Linked DNA regions of Mus musculus: region 2 is linked to region 1. A link is a contact called in public Hi-C data. All regions are on one chromosome and are shown on one strand. The core of a region is the stretch at or near the end of the contact, and the rest is flanking DNA. Distances in the headings are between cores, read along the strand shown.

Region 1 (4,390 bases), core at 490-2,989:
GGGCACTCATCCTAAAATGAGACATTGATATCTTTTCCTCCAAAGCTCAAGGAATATTATGGGGGAAAGGAGGGAAAGAATGTAAGAGTCTCAAACAGGAAAGAGTGCTGTGAAACACTCTCTTCTGGACACGACATGCCTGTTATACCTGTGAATTCATAGTAACAGTGACTATCAACACAAGACAAGGCTCATCAACGTTCCATCACTGATGAGGGGAGCTCATGAGCTCTTCCTGAGGACCAGTAAACATTAACAGTGAGGGAGACATATCCCTCAATGGTGGCCACAGAGTTGTCCTTGCTCCAGTAAATTATATATATATATATCCTGATGTGACATGTCCTCAGCCTACCCCCTGTGTGCTATAATTGTAGACTTTTGACTTGAAAACCCTGTTTTCTCCACCGAGAGCTCTCCTGAGGTGCCAGCTTACTCTTGGTCAGCTGGCTGTGTAAAGAACTCACAGTGCTCACAGTTGGCTTAATAAGCATGGAGATTTGTAACCTGGAGTAGATTATTTCAATTTCATTCCTTGGTTTGTGGTTTTCCATCATCTTCATAGAGTCTTGCTAGAAGACTACATATGTAATCAAATTACCAGCCTGAATTTCTGCCTCTGTCACCACATTAAGAACCTGCTTATGATTATTTTGGGCCCACCTGAGATAATCCACTTATATCATGCTCCTTGGTTTAGGCTATGCGTGCAGTATCTATTACCACAGTTACCACAGTCTCAAGGAATTAGGTCGCTGACTTAAATTGGAGGGAACAGGAAAGGGTGACATTTTCTCACCCAGGAGGACAAAGCCTCAACAAAGCCCAGACACCTCTACCTTTTCAGGTAGTATTTTAATGTAAAGGAGGACAGAAAGGGTGGGACCTTTTCTTACTGTTACCAAGGAAACAGGGGCTAGGTCAAAAGCTGACCATGAGGGAAGGGTCCATTCTTAATGGCCTTCAAAACAATGGATGTTTCTCAAGTTATCTCAACACATTGCATTCTGTTGCTCTTTCCCCATGGATGAGAGTTCTGCCAGTGCCTGACAAAATAGCTTTTGGTCCCATTGTTGTCACGGTCACCCAAATGCAAGAGTCCCCCACTTTCTAGAATTCCAATATTGAAAATAGAATTGTCATATTTAGAGCCTTCCTAAAGTTCAGCAAGCATAGGATACTAAGCAAGCCAGCTTTCAAACCCAAATTTCAGGTATTGACAGGTAAAAAACCAAGCCAAACCAAATCAAACAAAATCAAAGGAAAGAAAAGTTATTAAGGCTGAGATAAAAGTAGGCTCCATTTTCAGCTTGTTTAGTAGTGCCATTCGGCTAAAGAAGATCCCAAATGGATTAATCACAGGCTTCAATAATAGACTCATGTAATCTCAAATTCCTACCTACCTTTAAAATACTACCTGAAAAGGTAGAGGTGTCTGGGCTTTGTTGAGGCTTTGTCCTCCTGCTGTCGTTAGCACAGTAGGAGCAATTGGCACAGCGCCCGGAGTTCTGCTGCTACAGCCTCTCCAATGTTGCCTTGCTTAGATGTCTCCAGATTTCCCTGTCAAATCCTCCTCCTTACCTCAAGAATCCCAAAGCCTCTGGTTTTCCTACCTTAACAGTACTAACTTTACCAAAGGATGCGCAAAGCTGCATTCACCAAATGCTCTTTGATTAGTGATGAATGGAAACCGAAACTTAAAGCTTCTGGGAGCAGAAGAGAAACCGAAACTATCCTTCACTTATAAAAGGCGGCCTGAGAGACTCACAAGTTGCCACTTTTTGGAGCTAGCGATTGGTCTTAGGTCTCCTGTGGTCGACTGTGTGCTTGCTTGTTACCTGCAGCGCGGACCAGCGCGCTCAATACCTGCTGCGCAGACCAGCGGTTCTCTGCACGTAGCAGGTCCAGGTTCCCGGTCTGGGCTTCCCGGTGAGGCCAGGGGGTTGCTTCTGGGCTCGCCAGGGGATTGTAGGGCGTGCCTAGGTCAGAGTATCCCAAAAGAGGAGCTGGAGCGGAGCTGAGGGGACAGCACTAGGAGGTAGCTTTCAATGGGCAGTGGAGCACAGACCCACCTACCCCAGTGGCCAGTACTCGGTGGACCACAGAGGGAAGAGGTCTGAGTGGTGAGTGGCAGGGAAAAAGATGCCTGACTCAGTCTCTTGAGGATCCTTTGTAAACGGGTAGCTGGGATAGGGATCAATAAGTAGGGGCATTGGGGTGTGTGCACAGCCAATAAATGTTGAACATCCCCACCAATAGTTTTTCTCCTAGGTGCCGAATCGAATCGGGGCCCTACTTCAGGCTTCCAGAGCTAGAAGCAGAATGTGAAGAAAAACCCAGATGAATTGTAGTTGCCCTGAAATTGCAGTGGCTAAGACAAGTTATGCTTTACTGCAGAAATGCATCCCCCCACCCAATCTCTTCGTATGCTAGCCCTAGCAGTCTCCCTGGGCTTCCTGGTACTCCCCATGGAACCCAGGTTGGGCCAACTTGGAGTATCCCGCTGCCTCAGTCTCCCTGTTTGAGTCATCTGAGATTTAATGTATTCATGTGTAAGGAGCAGGGATTGATTTTCTGTTTCCTCATCACAAATCAGCACAAACTGAGTTGCTTTAAACACAATAGGTGTTTTATTTTACAGATTCTGTTTAGGCACAGGCTAAGTGCTTTTTGCAAAGCCCAGCATAGAACTCAAGATGTCTGCCAGGGCGGAGCCAGGTTCTGGGTGCTCATTTTGGTTCCTTGAGGTCAGTAAGAAGTCTGGAATTCTCTGATTTCTTGCAAGTTGTTGATTAAGGGTAACTCAGAGTCTGATACCTTCCATTGTCACACTTCAGGTCACTTCTCACAGGTGGCTGTACTTTCCAAGGATATAGGAGGCTTTCTCAATTAACTAACATGCCTCATTACCAGAGAGACTGTCCTGGTAATAAGGGTGTCAGGACGCCCAACATATATATACGTATATACATATATGCATATATATATACATATATACATACATACATATATACATACATACATACGTACATACGTACATACATACATACATATATACATATATGCATATACATATACACATATACACATATTCATATATACACATGTATGTGTATGTATCAGGTCTATCATGTTTTGCAGGATTTTGTGACAATTCTTGTAATTTCTTTTCATAGTGAGTAAAAGAATGAGAAATCAGTAAATAGCTTTTAGATTCACTTTTTAAGTGTGTGTGTTTGTTGATGTGTGGGAATATGCATTTGAGTGCAAATATACTAGGAGTCCAGCGTGGTTGGATCCCTTGTGCTGTTACAACCTGTTGTGAGCCTGTGTACATTCTAGGAACAGAAGTTGGTTGGTCCTCTACAACAGCAGTAGACAGTCTTAATTACTGCATCATCTGCCATCTTTCTGGCCCTTTATATGTTCATACTTTCTAAAGGCACAACGTGCCTGTGGGGATCAGAGGACAATCTGCAGGGATGTGTTCTCTTCCTCTCTCAGGTAGGTCTCAAGGATAGAATGCAGGTCATCTGGCTGGGTGGCAAGCACCTTTACCCACTGAGCAATTTTATTGGTCCGGTTATGTAGATATTATTCAATGTCGATGCAGTCTGCATGTTTTAGCCTGAAAATATAGTCCTATATTACTGTGGCTACCCCTAGAAGTAGTCTTACTACATGTAAACTATGTACATAGCTCCATTGAATCTTTTTATTTTCCACAGTTTCTCTGTGGATTTTGTTTTGCATCCCCCCTCTTCCTTTAGCTAGAATTACAATTCAAGATGAGAATTGGTGGAATGCCTCACTTTACAATGACAGGTTATATCTTTTTGCATTCTCAATGAACTAAAATGTATGTTTGATGCAGAATCCTGGCTTCAAGGTATTTTCTTTTAGAAATTTAAAAACATGTTTTTTTCCCTCATAAAAGTATCCAGCAATATTTTTTCTTTTCATTCTTTTGAATGGCCTATACATACATGTTATTAACAGCTTGTCATGCACATACTGCTACTAATGACTTGCTTGGTATAATTTAATGGTCCAGTCCAGGCGGTACATGAAGGAGTACAATCCTTATGGACAATAACTAGACTCAGTGTTCCAGGAGGGTTTGTACCAGTGGGGTGAGCGTGAGCTCTGGGATGGTGGTCGGCTTTGGCCTTTGGTCTGTCTGTATGAGGCTGGTTGGGGATGAGTTGCAGAGCTCTTTGTTTATAGAGTGATAACCAGCTGCTTTTTCATATCACCAGCTCACCCTAAAGATAAACTGCAGAGACACACATTTTTACACACACAGGAATCCCTTAGAAACACAAAACCAGAAGAAATAATACATATGCTAAGGACCTGTAAGATGGAAAAGAAAGTTCTGACTCAACAT
Region 2 (4,184 bases), core at 192-2,691, 3.0 Mb after region 1:
GTAGAGAGGAAGGAGCCAACATGATTCAGCTAGCTGTTCCAGGACACGAGGACAGGCATTCTTTCCAATGGACAAGTCTAGTCACTGTCCTTGGGGCCCAGTCTGCTCGGCGTTGATGACATCTTTGCCTTCCAATTCCTCTTCAACCACAGACCTTGAGGACTCTTCCTCAAATCTCTCTTCATTCTTCATGAGATATCTCGTGTAACCCAGGCTTGCCTCTAACGCACTATAAAGCAAAGCCTGGCTTTGATATCACGATTCTCTTGTCTCCTCTAAGACCTGGGACTACAGGTGTGTGCCACCACACCCACTTCCCCAGTTGGATTCTGTGTGTGTGTGTGTGTGTGTGTGTGTGTGTGTGTGTGTGTGTTTAAAACTTGGCCTGCAGAGATGGCTCAGTGCTTAAATGCACTAACCACTCTTCCAAAAAAAACCTGGGTTTGATTCCCAGAACCACTGTCTAACTCCAGTGTCTCATCTGGCCTCCCTGGGCAATAGGCACACACACAGTGCATAGCCACACATGCAAATAAAACACTGAAATGCATAAAATAAAAGCATTTTAAAAATACTTTGTATATAAAACAAAACAACTCATCCGTTGCGATGATGCACACTAGCGATGCCAGATTTCACTGTGTGAAGGCAAGTGGATCAGGAACTGAAGGCCCGTTTCAGTGCACATCAATTTCTAGGTCAGTGTGAGCTACTTGAGACTTTGTTTTAATTTTTACAAAAATGAGGACTGGGCAATGAATGGCTTTTGCTGTCAAGTCCAGGATTCACATAGTGGAAGAACTGACTTAATCTTGGGTCAAGTGTGGCGGCTCATCCGAGCATTCCACTAGGCAACAAAGACAGGCGAATCTCCGAGGGTTCAGTCTGGTCTACATAGTGAGTTCCGGAACACGTAGCGCTATGTAGAGAAACCCTGTCTCATAAAAACAAAACTGAAACCAAAAATAATCAAAGGACAGAAAAAGAAGAGATGGGGAAGGGGAAAACAGAAACAGAATACCTTAAAAAAAAAAAAAAACTACAGAAATTTCCTGTGGAGACATCTGTAAATCGTGTTATAGAAATTGGAATCTATTCTAATTAAGTCCCTCTACAGGTGGAATTGCGATTTTTACTGCGTCTTTTTCCAAACAGAGCTATCTATATTGTTGCAAACAAAAATTGCGCCAACAGAAATAAGTTAATATTCTAAAGAGAAGTAGTTTACTTGGTTTAAATGGTTGCTCGAGAAATTCATCCTTTAATTTCCAAATCTCTGATAAATGGATGAAGCAACAGTTTAGGGGAAACCCCAAAACAACCGCCTGGGCTACACTGCAGCTCAAAGCTGGAGTCTGCAGGGGGGGCCACGCCCCTGGCTGCTGATCGGCTGATCTAGGTGGAGGGGCGTGGCCTTCGGCGGCCGGGGCGGGGCGAGCGCAGAGTGGGTGTGTCCGAGGCGGGGCGCGCAGGTCCTAGTAGGTGCGACTGTCCCGGGCCGTCGGCGCCCGGGCGCTGGTGGAGAGGTCAGGCTGGCGGGGCATCGGCCCGCGACGGCGGGTCATGGCGGCGGCCGGCCGGCTGGAGGACGTGAGTGAGGCGCCGAGCCCTGTCCCCGCCATTCGGCTTCCTGTGCTGGGCTCAGGGGGCGGAGACTGCGGGCTAGGAGCTAACCAGAGCCGCAGCGGCTCGACCATCGGGGACGCAGGGTGCGGGGTGACGCGACGGGCGGGGACCGCGGACCCCGGGAACGTCTTCCTGAACGATCGGAGGGACACGGCAGGGTGGGCGTGCGGGACCCTTCACTCGGCGGCTCACGTGCAGTGCGCGTCTTTGGTTCCGGAAATGGGAGCTTCACGTGATGCGAGCTGGCTTGATCTGTCCTTCCTGGGAGAGACTGACAGGCGGGCTTGCAAGCCCGGGTGACCCGGCTTCTGTGGGCCCTCCTGCGTTGGTCGGAGAGCACCCGGAACTTGGAGTGACTCTAACCTCCAGCATCCCTCGGGCGGACTTGTAGCTCTCATCTCCCGGAAACGCAGATTGGCGCATAACAGTTATCATGTGCTGTTTTGAATGTAGGCATGATAGGAACAGTGCTTGGTTGCTTTAAAAAAAAAAAGTATTCGGTTGCCCAGTTCATGATGTAGCCATTATAGAATAATACAGTTGCAAAAATCTTGAGTTTGCAAGCTCATTAAGACACTGATTTATTTGAAATTGGGTGTGGGGCGGGGGAAACACTTTGGGAGGAAACATGCGTTTGTTTCCAGAACAAACTGTTTTGTCCAGTGGCATAATACAATTCCTGCCCTTGAGAAATGCAAGGCTGACATTATCTTAGCACAGTGACCTGAGCTAATAACTAATAAAAACATTATCATGGTCTTAGTATAAAAGTACATCAAAATAATAATAATAATAATGATAATAATAATAATAATTAATAATAGCAAGGTTCCAGAACTGTAAGGGCTTAGATTCTTGTGTGTTTGGGTCCTGCAGTCATTTATTTATTTATTTGTTTATTTAAGACTTGCTATGTAGCCCTAGCTGGCCTGGTACTCATTATATAGCCTAACCTGGCCTCAGATTTGCCTATCTTCCCTGACTCAACCCATTTTAATGCTAGGATGATGTAGCTAGTTACATTTTCTTGATGAAATATGTTTCTAACAGCAGGACTAATCTAGTTATTTTTCAACTGAGAAAATGGGAAAGCAACTACTACTTGGAAACTTAATACTTAGGCCTCTCATGGAGGGCAGTCTTGTAGCTGCCCTAACCAGACTAATCCTGGCACTATGTCATGCCATATGGCCACCTCTACCTCTCTGCTCAGCTCTGGTCCTGTTTACCCCCTTGTCTGCTGGCTGAATCCCTCACCTCTGATTTCTTCTCCCAGAATCCCTTTCTCTCCTGGAAAAGCCACCCTCCACTTCCTGCCTAGCTCTTGTCTCTCCTCTCCTTATTACAGCCAATCAGATACGATTCTAGATCAGATGGGGAGAATGAATATTTACAAAATAGAAACCCAGTAATGGGCTGTAGAAATGGCAAGACCAGGATTCTGCCAGCATTTAGCTCTCTGCTGGTCCAGAATTAGCAATTGGAAACACAGAGACACACCTTCACAGAATGTACCCCAACTTGAATATGCTGCTGTTTCCTTACCTGAGATCTGTCGTCTACAAACGGCCTTTTGTTGTATGACTACCATCAGACCAAGAGAGGGAGAGGGGAAATATTTAAAGATATTCCCACATGGATTTTTGTTTTTTGTTTTTTTGTTTTTTTTTTTACAGGCTCATACTAGGTAACTCAGGCTAGCCCCTGGCTTACAGTAATCCTCCTCCTGAAGCCTCCTACATGCTGGGATTATAAACAGCACATGCCACTATACCTGGGTCCCAGTAAGGCTTAATACAGCATAGACATCAAGTCCCCAAAGGAAGCAGTTACTGGGGGAAGAAAATGAAGAGACAGTATTGAGGTCAAAACAATAGCTGAGTTCTTTGGTAGTAACTCACTCGATCATAAGTCATGGCAATGGGTTGGGCGAACGTGGTAGAGTTCTTGCTCGTTTAGCATCCACACAACCCTGAGCTCAGTCTTTAGCACCACATAAACCAGGCATGGTAGCACACACCTGTGGTCCCAGCACTGAGGAAGTAAGGGGAGGGAATCTTAAATTCAAGGTCACCCTTGGCCTTAGGGAGTTACAGACCAAAATAGAGGAAGTGAAGGAATGATTTGAGGTTCTGGGGATGTAGTTCAGTGTTAGAGCAGTTGTGTAACACACATGAGGTCCTAGGTGTGGGGTGGGGGGAGACTTGTAAGAAGATAGAAAAGTTGATTGATGAATTGATTGAAAATGATTCAAGCCAGGCAGTGGTGGCTCACTCTTTAATCTCGGCACTCAGGAACTAGAGGCAAGTGGATCTCTGAGTTGGAGACTAGCCTGGTCTACTTAGTGAGTTCTACAGTAGCCAGGGTGACAGAGACACCTTGTCTTGGGGAAAAAGAAAGAAAGAGAGAGAGAGAGAGGAAGGAAGGAAGGAAGGAAGGAAGGAAGGAAGGAAGGAAGAACATAGAAATAGCAAAGAGAGAATGAAACTTCTAGCTGAACTTTGTAGAGCTGAAACTTGCCCTTTTACTAGTGGAGAAATGAGTGAAGGAGACGGTGG

What was found. Hi-C and Micro-C count contacts between places; a contact is called where the count stands out from the background.
Region 2: a Hi-C map of CD8 T cells shows a contact between it and region 1, with 5 times the contacts expected there. The contact joins the promoter of Tmem192 here to the promoter of Ddx60 in region 1. A contact is called at or near these places in 1 of 39 promoter capture datasets (liver) and 3 of 484 Hi-C or Micro-C datasets (CD4 T cells and CD8 T cells).

What each region holds. Positions count from the first base shown.
Region 1 is chr8:61,926,348-61,930,737 of GRCm38.p6, forward strand. Ddx60 (DExD/H box helicase 60) reads left to right here and starts at 1,740. Exons shown (of 38, transcript NM_001293783.1): 1 at 1,740-1,929.
Region 2 is chr8:64,945,744-64,949,927 of GRCm38.p6, forward strand. It overlaps Tmem192 (transmembrane protein 192), which reads left to right and starts at 1,442. Exons shown (of 6, transcript NM_028427.3): 1 at 1,442-1,590. The coding sequence starts at 1,564.